Regions from separate parts of the Macaca mulatta genome. Here region 1 is linked to region 2. The links are chromatin contacts, called in public Hi-C maps. All regions are on one chromosome and are shown on one strand. Each heading gives the region's core, a stretch centred on a gene start, on an enhancer-like site or on the middle of the called end of the contact. The rest is flanking DNA. Distances are from core to core; before and after follow the strand shown.

Region 1 (6,953 bases), core at 1,916-4,415, 790 kb before region 2:
AAAAGATAACAAAACACACACACACACACACACACACACACACACACACACACACACACACACGCAGCACAAACAGACCTGGAGGCAGAATAAACATGTTATGAAGGAAAAATGGTAAAGGCACTGGTCTGACCCTAAAAAAAACTTTGTATATGTAGTTATCAAAATCTCTAAATAATAATTTTTAGTCAACAACCTACCTTCAATCTGCTTACAGGAGACATAAGTGCAACCAACCATTTGAAACCTAATTTCTAGCTGAGCATGGTGGCATACACCTGTAATCCTTGCTACTTGGGAAGCTGTGGCAGGATAATCGCTTGAGCCCAGGAGTTCGAGGCTGTAGTGATTCATGATCATGCCACTGCATTTTAGCCTGGGCAACAGAGCCAGACCCTGTCTCTACTAAGTAAATACATAAATGAATAACAAAAATAAATAAATAAAACCTAACTTCTCATTGTACATTAATTCCATAGCCATTTATTAAATCCATACTATGTGAACAGCCATGTGCTAGGTATTACGGACAGGATCACAGAGAAAGGGGGAAAAAGTACCTACTAAAAATTAACTAATACAAGCTAACAATGTCCAGGCCTATGGGACCAAGCACTTTACATGTATTATGTCACTTTATCTAATTTAATCCCTATAGCAAACCAAGCAAATATTTGTTCATTTTACATTTTTGAAATGTGAATGTCACAGATATTGAACAAGTTACACAGCTAGTATAAAGTTTATAAACAATTTGGCACTGTAGCCACCATTCTATTTGTGTGCCCTACCCTCCCGATAAAGACAAGAAACCAAACTAAGAAACAAACCAAACCTCAAGAGTTGTCTCCATTTGTAGATCTTTTGTTTGTCAATAAATTCAATATAGTCTTTCTGTCCCACTCCAAAGTTGCTCTTTCTAAAGGCTCTAATGACTATCTCTGATCAGTTCTGTATCCTCACTATTTCTGTGAAGCATTTGCTATAGATGACCACTTCTAATTGTAAAACTTTCTGCTCTTGGCTTCTATGACATCGCCTTCTTACCTCACAGACTACTACTTCTCAGTCTCTTGCTGGTTCTTCCTCCTCCTCTGCTCAACTATGAAATGTTGGAAGTTATCATAGCCCAACTCTCTATCTACAATCTTTGCTTAGATAATATCGTATAGTCCAAGACTAAGTTTCATCTATAAATTCATAACTGCCAAGTTTATTTCTTCACCCTGAACTATACCCCAGACCAATATATTCATCTGTTTCTTTGACATCATCAGTTGCATATCTTGAACTTGATTATTGTAAACGTCCTCCAGACAATGACCACCAGGAACACAACTACAGCTGAGCAACTCGGATTTATTGCTTGTTTCAGTACATGAGAATGCACACCATGGGGAACCATGGGATGTCTTAGGAAGAGGGTGTTAAAAAGGACTTGTTATAGAATTTGAGTTTGTGTTAGGAGATTTATGGAAGGGTTCAAGAAAGAGGGACTTTGGTCTGGATTGGAAGCTGTAAGGAAGCAAAGATAATTCTATAATTGGGTATTTTAGTAAGTATTATGTAGAAGGAAGGAAGGCTAGACTGAGGCTAAAACTATAATTGGTAAAGAAGCAGCAGGCGCTCGTATTAGCCAGGATAAGGAGATATTTGATCATTTGTATGGCTTGGGCAATGTTGATGTTTTGTCTATGTTCAGGTATGATTACAGAGTGATCTTACTTTTGTCTTGATCTATCATGGTCAAACTCTGTCTTGTCTTGATGTTCTGTGAAATTGTTTATGTTCAACAGAAGAATAAAAATGCTTAGCTTTGATTGCCAGGCCAGCTCAAAGCAACGGCAAGCCAAGCTGGTAGTACCAGGCCATCTCCTGGATGTCACGGTCTGCTTTTCTCTTTCTCAGTATCCACACTAGAATTCTTGATTTACTCTCTTCCACCTCACTCAATCAAAACCCATTACCTCACAGACTTCCCTTCTCTGTGGCACTACCACCCACACATATGCTAGCCCCAAAACCTAAGATTCACTCTTGATGATGCCCTTTTCTTAATTTTCCACAGCCAATCACCAAATCCCATTGTCTTCTTTCTTTTATTTCTTCCGCCATTGTTCTGGTCCAAACTACCATTATCTTTCTCCTAAACATGAAGTGCATCCTATTTCCTCTGCTTCCACATTTGCCCCTCTATAATCCATTCTCTTCATAACACATAGATCGTATCACTCCCTTGCTTTAAAACTTTCAAATAGCTTCCTATTGTACTCAAAATAAAAGCCAAACTTCTTACCCTGGCTTTCAAGGACCACGGTCTGGCTTCTGCCTAACTCTCCACCCTCATCTATCTGGGACTATCTTGCCGCTCACTCACTATGCTTCCCCCACACTGGCCTTTCCTGCCCTGCCCCTGCAACATACCAAGTTCCTTTCTCTCTGCATTTGCCCTGTCCTTTCTTTGCCAGAACAGTAGTCTCCCTGCCAGCTCTTTCTCATCCAGGTCTCTTTGAGAGGGCTTCCCTGACCATCTAGATGCCACCTTTCTAGGTACTATCACATCTTTTCATTTTATTTCCTTCAAGTAGTAATCAATACCGGAAAGAATACTGTTCATGTATTCATCCGTTATTGTCATCGCTTCATTGGAATTTAGCTTCCTACAGGGATGGTGTTTGTCTTGCTCACTATGATTTCAGCCCCTAGAAATCCGCCTACCTCAGAGCCAAGGACTCAGTAAACAGTATACACTGCCTTCCTGCCACTGTGCTAATTTCTACTAACACAGTCACAAATAATCAGCATTTTCTGCTTGTTTTTAACGTAAAGTAGGGCACTCAATGAAAAGGAAATAAAAGGAGAGTCAAGAAAGTGCCTTCTATCCATGGAGTACCCAAGTGTTGTGCGGCCACGGTATATAGGGATGTGTCAGCACCTGAGGTGTTTCCTTCTCTGAGCTAGTTTCTTTCCTGGAAATCATGTTGGGCCCTTAGCCTTATGGTTCACCCTGTTTTTTAAGATCATCCCGGGGTTTCATTCCCGTAACCGCTCTTCCAGCTGGCCAAGGGGGCGGGAAGAAATCCCAGCCTCTTGCGCAAGCGCCCAGTAGCGGAATCCGCTGGGTCGAGGGCTTTAGTGTGCGCATGTGCAACGAGAGCTGCGGCGGGAAGTGTTGCGCAGGCGCATCCGATCCACTCGGTAGGTGGGGAGCTCTTGGAGACGGCGACCCAGGCATCTGGGGAGCCCCAGAAGTCGTACTCCCTTAAACCGTGAGTTTCAGACGGTTTGTTCCGTGGCGCGGGATTGTGAGGGATTAGGAACGAATTCTGGATGGTGACTTCGGTTTTCTCGCCGTGCAGTTCCTTTCCCCGCCCCCCTTCGGATCCCTCCGACCTGCGGCGGGAAAGTCGCGCGCCTGCGTACTAAGCATCTGGTTCGGTCTCTGGCCCGAGGGAAGCCGGTCTTTTCCGGCTGACCTCGCGGCCAGGGCTGGTCGGAGGATTCCCATTCATTAAGCCATCTCCTCCTCCGCCCAGTACTCGTAGCCAGGGTCGTATCAGTTCTCCATCAACTTGCGTGGGGCCTTGGACGAGCTTCCTGGCGCTCCCTGTCAGTGGCGAAACGGTTTTCTCCCTCTGTCCTTTTCCTGACTTCAAACCGCCCCCGGCGCTCGGCCCCTCCCCCACGCGGTCCCGCAGGCTACGCCGGACTCGCAGCCTCGCCGTTTCCCACTGCGCCGGCTGCTGCGCGGGTACCCAAGCCGGGAAATTCTCCCTGCAGCCCCCTGCCGGCGTTTCTGATAGGTGAAAATAAAGCACATGGAATTCCTTAGAAAAGGCCACAGTATGCCCTACTGTGGAGGTTTGGACACATGGTGCATTTGAAAATGTTTGCCCCTTTGGGGGCAGTGGCATGTTTTTAGTGCGTGGTTTAGCGAGTGATCTAAACTTCTCCAGTGTTCTAATTTTTACAGCTGCTTTGCTTTCCCTGTGGATGTAACCCCTTAGCTGGCATTTTGCATCCCAATTGTCTTGTGATGGAGGCGTCTTTGGGGATTCAAATGGATGAGCCAATGGCTTTTTCTCCCCAGCGTGACCGGTCTCAGGCTGAAGGCTCTCTAAAAAAAAACGAGCAGAATTTTAAACTTGCAGGTATGTGTTTAATTCCAAAGATGTACAGTTGCAGAGATTTTTCAGGCAACAATTCTGTGTTTTCAGTTGCTCTCAAAAAATAAGTAGATTGAATCTTAAAGTGAGTTGTGTGTTTCTGTAGGACAGTGTTTTAAAACAGAGCTTCATACGATCTAAATGTAGGACTGAATTGCAATTTGGAAGACTGTAATACAACCCGTTTTACGGTTGAAGTTGTTATGGTCATCAATATTGGTAACTAAGAATGCAGAAGTTTGATGATGCCCAAATTAAATTTCTCTTCTCTACCTGTGTTCTTGTCTCTACTCACCACATTGCCTTAAGCTTAAATTTAGAAATTGACACTGGAGATCATCACTTAAGTATTCAAAAGCAGAACTCACAGAGAAAAAAATATGAAATGTTTGTAGCAATAATAAAGCACCATATCTCAGTGTAGAGCATGAAATGTTGTTTGGCCGTAAACCAGACCTTGGGGTGAAGAGGACAGGGTCAAGCAGTGCGTGCTTTTGTACACTCGCATGTGTGCTTTCATTTCTGCTCTGGCACAGGACCTGGGACATAGTAGGTATTTATTAATAATAAATATTTGTTAAATAGAGGAATTCTAGTTGACTGTATTTGTTTTCCTGAAAGGGTAGCCAGATCTTTTCCATCTTTGTCTGAAGTGAATTCTGTGCTTGTCCAAAAGATACTTATTTTGACCTTTTGTCCATATATTCTTTATAACCCCACCCTAGAAAAATATGACATCACATACTTTCTGCTTTGATGGAAGTCATTTATCCCAGTTACCTAAACTTGAAACTTTAATCTTCAGCTGATGCTTTTTATTTGTTCCCCATATCGTCACCTAGCTTTATCTCTTTTTAATAGGTATGGCATTGTGTCTTCTTTCCATTCCCATTTCCACCACATTAATTCATTTCCTTACACTTTGTTCCTGATTTACAACAGTTTCTCACCTATGCTGCCTGCTTGCACTTTTCCATCCTTCAGTTCATCTGGTACGTTGGTGCTAGAATAATCTTAAAATGCCACTTTCATCCAGTTTCGTGGATACTGTTCCTCTTCCTTTCCATTTTTCCAGCAGTTAGCTGTTTTTTTAGTTCATCTTTCCCTTACTAGTCATTGGACACATAACACAGTAACACAGTCATTGTAGTATTCTTTTTCTATCGCTTAGGATTCTGCATTTTGTCTCCACTGTAAGCCCCTTGGTGGCAGTATCTCCTCTGGCTTCTGAAGTATGTTGTGACTTCAGCAGAGTATCTGAATGGATGACTCTGACTTGGTTCTGGCATCTTGTTTAGGAGAATGCCACTATTCTAATATTCTGAAAATCTGCTGGGAAGTAAAGAATGGGGTGAATTTTATTCCAGATTTCAAAAGTTTTGTAGCGTTTATGTAACAGAATATTGGACATTATAAATAATACGATAAATTGTAAAACATGCTAAAACTTTACTCTTGCAGCTCTTTTTAAAATATGATCCTTAATAACAGCTAAAATTATATAAACATAACTTCAATGGGGAGTAAAGCTGATGAGGTCCAGGCACGTAACAGTCTCGTAATCTAATTGGGAAAGTAAATCAAATTAGATCATAAGACAGGTATATCCCTGTACCTTATCAGCTTTACTCCTTATTGAAGTTATATTTTTGATTGGATGTTTTATATATCTTTGCATTCCCAGAGCTTAACAGTGTCCAGCACATAGTAGGTGCTTGAAAATATTTGAATGAATGATTTAATGTAAGGATATAAAGTAAAATACTTAGTGTAATGGATGAATAGCATGTCTCTTTATTTTGAGATATTTGTAAGATTTTTTATAACATTTTTCTGATAAACATGATTATTGAAAGTTTTGAAGTAAAGAAAGCCAAAATAAAGTCTTTGCATTATTGAAATATTGCCTGAACCGGAGTATGAGATCTTATTTCTGATCTCCATTTTTTGTTTAATATATATCTTGAATATTGCTGATGTAGTAAATATTCTACAACTGGATTTAAGGTCCATTGTATATTATATTTAATCACCTTTTACTGTTGACCCTATAGATTGTTTCTATTTTTTCCTATTAAGAAAAATGCTATAATGCACAAACTATCTGGCATAATATTGGTCAAATGTTTATTCTTTCACTAATTTGGCAAGCCTTTTTTTTTTTTTTCTTCTTTTTTGAGACACAGTCTCTCCGTCACCCAGGCTGGAGTACAGTGGCGCAATTACAGCTAACTGCAGCCTTAACTCCTGCACTCAAGCCATCCTACCCCCTCAGCCTCCTGAGTAGCTTGGATTACTGGCATGTGCCACTACACCCAGCTAATTTTAAATGTTTTTTTAGAGATAGGATCTTGCTATGTTGCCCAGGCTGGTCTCAAACTCCTGACCTCAAGCAATCCTCCCATCTTGGCCTCCCAAAGCACTGCGATTACAGGTGTGAGCCACCATGCCTGGCCAGTAAGCTTTTATTATTTTTTTTAAGTATCTTACGATATGCCAAGTTTTAATAAGTGAGAAAGAAAGTGTCTATTATATACAGACACTTTTTTAGGTGCTAGGGATAAATCAAAGCATAAAACAGAAATGAACACCCTGATAGTTAGACAGTAGACAGACAGTAAACAAAAGAAATAAATACTAATGTTCAAAAGTGATTAGTGTTACAAAGAAAATATAAAAGGGAAGGGGAGATAGGAAGTATTGGGGAAGGAGATTGTAATTTTGGTAAGTATAGTTGGTCATAGCCTTCTGTAATATTTGAGCTAAGACTTCAAGGTGGTGAAGGAG
Region 2 (7,737 bases), core at 3,032-5,531:
GATGGGTCTCACTCTGTTTCCCGGGCCGGAGTGCAGTGGTACAATCTTGGCTTACTGCAGCCTCCGCCTCCCAGGTTCAAGCAATTCTCCTATCTCAGTCTCCTGAGTGGCTGGGATTACAGGGGCACGCCATCACACCCGACTAATTCTTGCATTTTTAGTGGAGACAGGGTTTCACCATGTTGGCCAGGCTGGTCTCAAACTCCTGACCTCGCTGGTCTCAAACTCCTGACCTCAGGTGATCCACCCACCTCGGCCTCCCAAAGTGCTGGAATTATAGGCGTGAACCACTATGCCTGGCCTGTAGTCAGTTTTGAACATTGTCTTATCAGTATCTAAACCTTTGCATTTAGCTGATCACATATTGCAAAGGTGATTCTCAAACTATTAAGACTAAGCCTCACAATGTTTAAATCTATCCCATTAGCTATTCAGAAGCATGCTAAAAATAAAACACTGAGGCATGCAATGCCTGAAAAATACTTTGTTTATACTTCCCTTTTCCTTCTGCCTCATAGATGTGGTGCTGATCCTCATCTCCTTGGCAGGCCTCTTCTCTCTATCTGTTTCTTAAATTCCTCAAGATGGGATCTTGGGCCTCTTCTCTTCAGCCTCTTTTCTGTGAACTCAGGTAAATTCTTGTTTTTTTTTCACCCCTCAATGCTTCAATTACCCAATCTTTACATAATTAAAGTCTCACAGATATGTGTCTCAGAGATCTACATCTTAATTCCTGTATCTACTGAGCTCAAAACCCTATTTTCCAATTGACTGCTGTACTTAAATTCAAAATTTCTAAAAGTCAAATCACTTGTTCCTTCAGTAAACTTTTCCCTCTACTTAGGCTGCCTTTTTCTGTTTGATACCATATATTATCCTTTTAGAGGCTAGAAACCCCGTCATTTTTGATGCCTCACCCTCTCAATCAATCCCCTGTATTCTACCCTAAAACCATATGCCATATAGCACTAACCAGCGGTAGAGCAGAGTAGTTAGGAGCTCCAAAACCATGCTACACAGGTCTGAATCTTGGATGTTACATAAAAGCTGACTTACTTTTGGGCAAGTCATTTAACCTTTCAGTCAAAATGAATACCTACTTTCTGAGATTTTGGAGAGACTAAGTTAATAAATGTAAAGGACTAAAGACAGCATCTGGTACATGTAAATACTCAATAAATATTAGTTGTTATTAATTTTTTTATTATTAGCTAAAAGCTAAGTACTTTCGAAGGTTATCCTCTGAGAACGCAATTAGAAAAAAATCAAGAAGAGTTTAAAAAACATAAAATTTATTATATTGAGGGTTACACAGTTATCATAAATATATATTAAAAACAATAAAATCTCCTAATTATTTTAATAAAAAATAAGAAGGGTATAAGCCATTTGAACTAAGAGATGCTATAATAATGTATGATTAAAAAGTTTTAGGAATCCCCCAAATCCAATCAAGATGCCCTGGAGAGAAACACAGGTCAACACGACTACACTGTGATATCGAGAAAGAAACTTCTAATAAATAAGTAGCACTGCAAATGAAGAAAGACTGTGTACCTAGAAAGAAGATGGTCTTTGTATTAGTCTGTTCTCACGCTGCTTCTATGAAAAAATACCTAAGCCTGGGTAATTTAGAAAGAAAAGAGGTTTAATTGACATGCAGTTCCACATGGCTAGGGAGGCCTCAGGAAACTTACAACCATGGCGGAAGGCACCTCTTCACAGGGCAGCAGGAGAGGGGCTGAGTGCCAACAGGGGAAATGCCAGATGGTTATAAAACCATCAGACCTCGTGAGAACTCACTCACTATGATGAGAAGCATGTGGGAAACCACCCCCTTGATTCAATCACCTCCACCTGGTCCCACCCTTGACACACAGGGATTATTACAATTCAAGGTGAGATCTGGGTGGGGACACAGAACCAAACCATAGCAGTCTTCCTTATAAGGAGTATCCAAAGACACAAAATTTGGCAGGGTGTTGCCAAGACAGTGTCCCAGGAAAAAGTTATTCCTGATTCACAAATAAGATCCTTTTCTATTGTAGAGGACTTCTCAAACTATTGTAACTGGATGATACTGGCTAGCATAATGACATATAGCTTTCCTCCTGTTCTGATTCTAAGCACATAAAATACTGTTTTAATTAAAATTTGGTTTTCCATACACATTTGGCTGGAGAATGGGCTGATCACCCAAAATGAATATTTAGCCTGCTTGATATGTATATTTTTCAATGTAAATTAATAACCCAAACACTATTTTTGGACTCCCTAAACCAGAAGTAATTCTGTTTCTTCTAAAAACTCTTTACTTCAACTATAGCACTTATTTTATTTATTTTGCCTCATTATTGTTAGTTGTTTACATGTTTATCTGTTTGACCAGATTGTAAGTACCTTCAAGTATATGACTGTTTCTTTTCTTTTCTTTTTTTCTGAGACAGGGCCTTACTCTGTTGCCCGGGCTAGTCTCAAACTCCTGGGCTCAAGTGATCTGCCTGCCTCGGCCTCCCACAGTGCTGGGATTACAAGCGTGAGCCACTACGCCCCACCTGAATATTTCTAATTCTTTTTTTGTCTTCAGTTCCCTACTGTGAAAATTTAAGTAGATTCTTAAATGTTTGATGGATAAATGACTGGATGAATAGCATCATGTGATTATTCTCTTCCCAAGACTGAAAAGTAAACACCAAGATTGTACGTACCTTATTCTTTTCATTTTGAATAATTTCTAATAGCTGGTCTATGTGCCCTTCTTCTATGCATCTTTGCCCAGCTAACTGAAATAGGCCAAAATCCTCTTCTTTAAAGTCTTGCTCTTCTAGGATTTGCTGGCAAAAAAGCCCCCCAAAAACAAAAGAACAAATGTATATGTAAATAAAAATTAAATACAGTAACTTCTTGACTTATCTATGAAAAAAGGAAATCTGTTTAAATTCTAGGTAAATGTAACGTAAATAACACATGTATCAAAATTAGGATTACCCTAATAAATACTTTAATAAATGACCTTGAAATCTACTGTACCAGTGAAACCTATGAAAAGGATCAGGATTAAAATGTAAAAGGTTATTTAGATAAGTATGTCACCTGGAGAAATAATCCAATCTGCCTCCCCCACTCACGTTCTTTACAGGTCAAAAAAAGCAAGGATTAAAGAAGATAAACAATTTGAGTGACCACAAATATAATTAAAAACCATCTGTGCCCTTCCCATATTTTGAAAGGTATTTAATTTTACAAAAATTAAAAAAATACTTACACATCTCTTTATTATAGACTGAAGTTCCTCTACAGCCATTCCTATTTCTCCCAGTTTCGACGCTAAAATCTACAAATACAAAACACACTGTTAAATATCCGTGATATTACATTTAAGTATTCAAAAGTTATGTTTCAGTGTGATAAATTACTAGTAAATACAATAAAGAAAATGGAAAGTTTTTGTTGTTGTGTTTTTTGGTCCAATAGCATGCTAGGAGAAAATGTAAAGTTCTAAGGTTGAAATGTTATTACTGAATCTTAGTATGTTTGTCTAAGAAAATAAAGTGTTTTTTAAGAAGCCCTTATTGCATCTTTTAAGTTTTCTAGGAGCATAGTTTTGAAAGCTATTTTGAAGGAAAAAAAGAAAAAACTCCCGAGTACTCCCAAGAGGCGAGGCAAATACGAACTAAAGGGCTTTTTAAAAAGCAAAGTACTTCTTTTATGAAAAAAAAATTCCAAAAGGTGGACCTGAAATCAAAATTCTAATCATTAGGGGATTTTTTAATGTCTCACCTCACAAAAATTGGGGTGCAACACAAGTTTATCTATAGGGGGTGAAGATTCAGATGCCCTCCATCCCATTTCTCTCTAGGAGTTGCAGTACCCAAAGTGATCAATCCAGCTAGTGAAATCACTGTATCACACGGAGGCAAGGCAACGGCGGCCTTCAGGAGGAGACCATCGCTTCTCCCGGAGGCAAGGCTCAGCCCCAAACCCTCAGTAGTGACGCGGGTCAGCCCGGTTCTCAGCGCAGCGCGCTATAAGCCGAATAACACCCCAGCGCGCGTGCTGGCGGCATCAGAGGAAGCCATGTCTTCCGATTCCTGCTCGCCTAGGTGTGCAGGCTCCACCACCTCGCGTGGCCTAGTCGGCCCGCGGCACCAAGTCCGCCGCGGCTCACGGCCAACCGCGAGCCCTGGCCACCCCGAACCTCTCCACTACTCCACTTACCAGCCAGATCTCTCGCCTCTCCCAGCCGCCGCCACCTCCTCCGGCCACTTAGCCCGCTCTTCTGGCCCCGCCCCACGCCAGCGGGGTCCGCCTCGCGCTACGCGTAGGAAGGCGGGGCTTCGGGGCGAGACGCCGGAGCTAGTCCGGGTTCCGCAGACTACTCTCCCCGATGGCGGACTGTACTGGGCCGGGTTCTGCCGGCCGCAAGGCCGGGGCTCCTCGCCGCTCTCGAAAAGCCACAGGTAGGAGCAAGGATGTCTTCTCACTTTGGGACCCTGAAAGCTGGACCCCGATCTCGAGTTCTAAACCGAAGCGCACGGGCGATCCTGAAAGGCTGCTTCAGGGGAGGGGTTCTCCCAGGTAGAGAAGGCCGAAAGCTTCCCACCGCCGTCCGCTCCCCCTGGGAAAGATCTCCTGGCCGGCCCTCACCCCTTTACGCCAGTGTTGCAAGATTTCCCTCACGCGGGCCATGGCCCCAGCCTCTGAGAGAAAGTACAGTGGAGGCGCCGGGAACCCAGGCCTAGGGTCCCCGGGGTTCGGGGCAAGTGACTAGGGCAGCGTTGGCAGCTGGTCTTGAACCTAGGACCGGTCCTCCTTTCCAGATTGCTTGGGTGCCTGGTTCTTTGAGGTGCCGGACTCCCCTCTTCTCCCAAAGAGGACGTTTGGCAGACGGAGAGAGAGGTTTCCCTAAAAAGTACCCAGATCTCAGATTTTCAGGAATGATTAATTAAGCAACTATGATACAGAAGAAAATTCAATCCCCAAAGAGATACATTTTAACCAAGAAAAATTAGACAGTAATCAATTTGCAAAAACAAATTGCTTGCCCTTTACCTATTTCATTTTGATTTACACACGATTGGACATAAAATAGGTGGAAAAGAAGAAAAATTCGTCTAGTTTGTTATTTGTGTAGGAATCTATCTTGTACCTAATGTGTTTGTGTAGGCCTGACCTACTGCCACCATGTGTAGCTTAACTGCGGGGATGCATTTTGAGAAATGCGTTGTTAAGCGATTTCATCCTTATGTGACCATCATAGAGTGCACTTACACAAACTTAGATGGTATAGCCTACTTACACACTAGGCTATATGGTACAGCCTATTGTTCCCAGGCTGCAAACCTGCACAGCATGTTACTGTACTAAGTACTGTAGGCAATTGTATATCTAAACATAGAAAAGGTACGGTAAAAATACAGTATTTTAGTCTTATGAGACCGCTGTCTGTATGCTGTCCGTCGTTTACGAAATGTCATTATGTGGCACATGACTGTATTTTTGTTGTAGGTACTAAACAGACAACTACTTTGAAACAAGAAGATGCTTCTAAAAGGTATGACAGCTACATGGACAACTACAATGGCATATCTACTTATCTCATATTACTTGTACCAATTTTAAAACTAATAGTTACCTTTTTTTATTTTTAGAGAAAATTATCATGAGAGGGAAGGGAAAGATCTGGGAAGGCCTATAAATTCTCACATAGACTGTTAACATTCCTCTACTCCAGGCTTTAAGAAAACCAAACTAAGCACTCAGACTGCTAGTGAAGGCGTGAGTGTCTGTAGAAGGTGTTTGTTTTTCACCACTTCAGGTACACTCCCCTTTTATTGCTTTATATGCCAGAGACTCACTCTCCAAGTTTCTCTGTCACTCCAAGAAACCTTTTCTGTTCTTTGTTACATCAAGTCCAGATTTTCATCAAAAAGCTGTCCTGGCCGGGCATGGTGGCTCACATCTGTAATCCCAGCACTTTGGGAGGCCGAGGCGGGTGGATTACGAGGTCAGGAGATCGAGACCATCCTGGCTAACACGATGAAACCCCATCTCTACTAAAAATACAAAAAATTAGCCGGGCATGGTGGCGGGCGTCTGTGGTCCCAGCTACTCGGTAGGCTGAGGCAGGAGAATGGCGTGAACCCGGGAGGTGGAGCTTGCGGTGAGCTGAGATCGCGCCACTGCACTCCAGCCTGGGCAACAGAGTGAGACTCTGTCTCAAAAAAAGAAAAAAGCTGTCTTGTACTAGTTCTGGTTCTCAAAAGGCAAGATATTACCACATATCACACAAAGTTTTAGAAGAGGAATAGAATGTGAAGGGTATTAAAAGTATATGTAGCTATGATTTTCATTTTGTGAAGACTTATTAATCTTATATTGACTTTGGTCTTAATTTACTCATTCTTTCAAAAATTATTTACTGAGTATAAGATATACCAGACCTGTGTTAGGCTCTGAAGATATGGTGAACAGAATAGACACAATTCTTGTCTAGTGGAACAGAGGAATAAATAATAGTTAATTAACATAAACACATAATTACAAATTGTGATAAGCACTATGAAGGAAAAGGCTGTGATGTTACGAGAAAGAATAATCAAGTCTAATTTAGTTGGAAGTGGGTGGCAAGGAGGTTAGTTGTGAGTTTTCAGGGAAAGCCTTATGCTGAGACCTGCATGCTAAGTAGACATTAACCAGACAAAGAGTATATAAAGATTTCTGTATGTGCAGTGCAAAAAGTAGCTTGTTTCCTTTTTGAAAAGTATTGGATCAAAAGTAACAGCATTAGAAAATAGAAATTTGGCCGGATATGGTGGCTTATGCTGGTGATCCCAGCACTTTGGGAGGCTGAGGTGGGAGTATTACTTGAAGCCAGGAGCTTGAGACCCGTCTAAGCAGCATAGTGAGACCTTGTCTTTACAACTAAAAATAAATAAATATTTTTATTCAAAAAAATTTTTAAATATGTTTAAATTTAAGTGGCAAAATAGTGAGTTAGGTTAGTGTTGTATTTTAAAAAATGGAATATTGGACATGAAGCTTATAAGTAGATTAACTTTCTCTTTCAAATTTTAGGAAAGCAGAACTAGAAGCAGCTGTGAGAAAGAAGATTGAATTTGAAAGAAAAGCTCTACATATTGTTGAACAGCTTTTAGAAGAGAATATTACAGAAGAGTTCCTAATGGAGTGTGTATGTGTTAAGTTGACAAATTATTAGTTTTGTAGTATAACATCTTTAAATCTGTGCAACATGAAACTTCTTTGCATTATTAAAATCTTTGAATTTGTTCTCAGTCATTAGATGCAGATAACAATCTATATAATTCATGCATTTTAAAATAAACAACTATCATGCATTCCTTGTATAATGACTTTAAAATGCACTAATGAAAAATAACAAGTACATAACAAGGTGATGACAGGTAATGTATATTTCAAAATTAATAAGAGTGGATTTCAAATATTCTCACCATAAAGGATAAATATGTGAGGTGATGGATATGTTAATTAGCCTGATTTGGTCAACATATACATGTGTTAAAACATCACATACTACCCCACAAATATATACAATTATTATTGTCAATTAAAAAGCAAAAAGAGGCCAGGCACAATGGTTCATGCCTGTAATCCCAGCACTTTGGGAGGCCAAGGTGGTTGGATCACTTGAGGTCAGGAGTTTGGGACCAGCCTAGCCAACATGGTGGAACCCTGTTTCTACTAAAAATACAAAAT

The links. Hi-C and Micro-C count contacts between places; a contact is called where the count stands out from the background.
Region 1: a contact with region 2 is called in a Hi-C map of fetal cortical plate, with 4 times the contacts expected there. The contact joins the promoter of CDC7 here to the promoter of GLMN in region 2. A contact is called at or near these places in 2 of 14 Hi-C or Micro-C datasets (fetal cortex germinal zone and fetal cortical plate).

What each region holds. Positions count from the first base shown.
Region 1 is chr1:148,808,042-148,814,994 of T2T-MMU8v2.0, reverse strand. It overlaps CDC7 (cell division cycle 7), which reads left to right and starts at 3,165. Exons shown (of 12, transcript NM_001266610.2): 1 at 3,165-3,269; 2 at 4,008-4,151. The coding sequence starts at 4,037.
Region 2 is chr1:148,018,559-148,026,295 of T2T-MMU8v2.0, reverse strand. GLMN (glomulin, FKBP associated protein) reads right to left here and starts at 4,281. Exons shown (of 20, transcript XR_013400626.1): 1 at 4,219-4,281; 2 at 3,266-3,334; 3 at 2,709-2,834. RPAP2 (RNA polymerase II associated protein 2) reads left to right here and starts at 4,352. Exons shown (of 13, transcript NM_001257890.1): 1 at 4,352-4,460; 2 at 5,509-5,554; 3 at 7,078-7,192. The coding sequence starts at 4,388.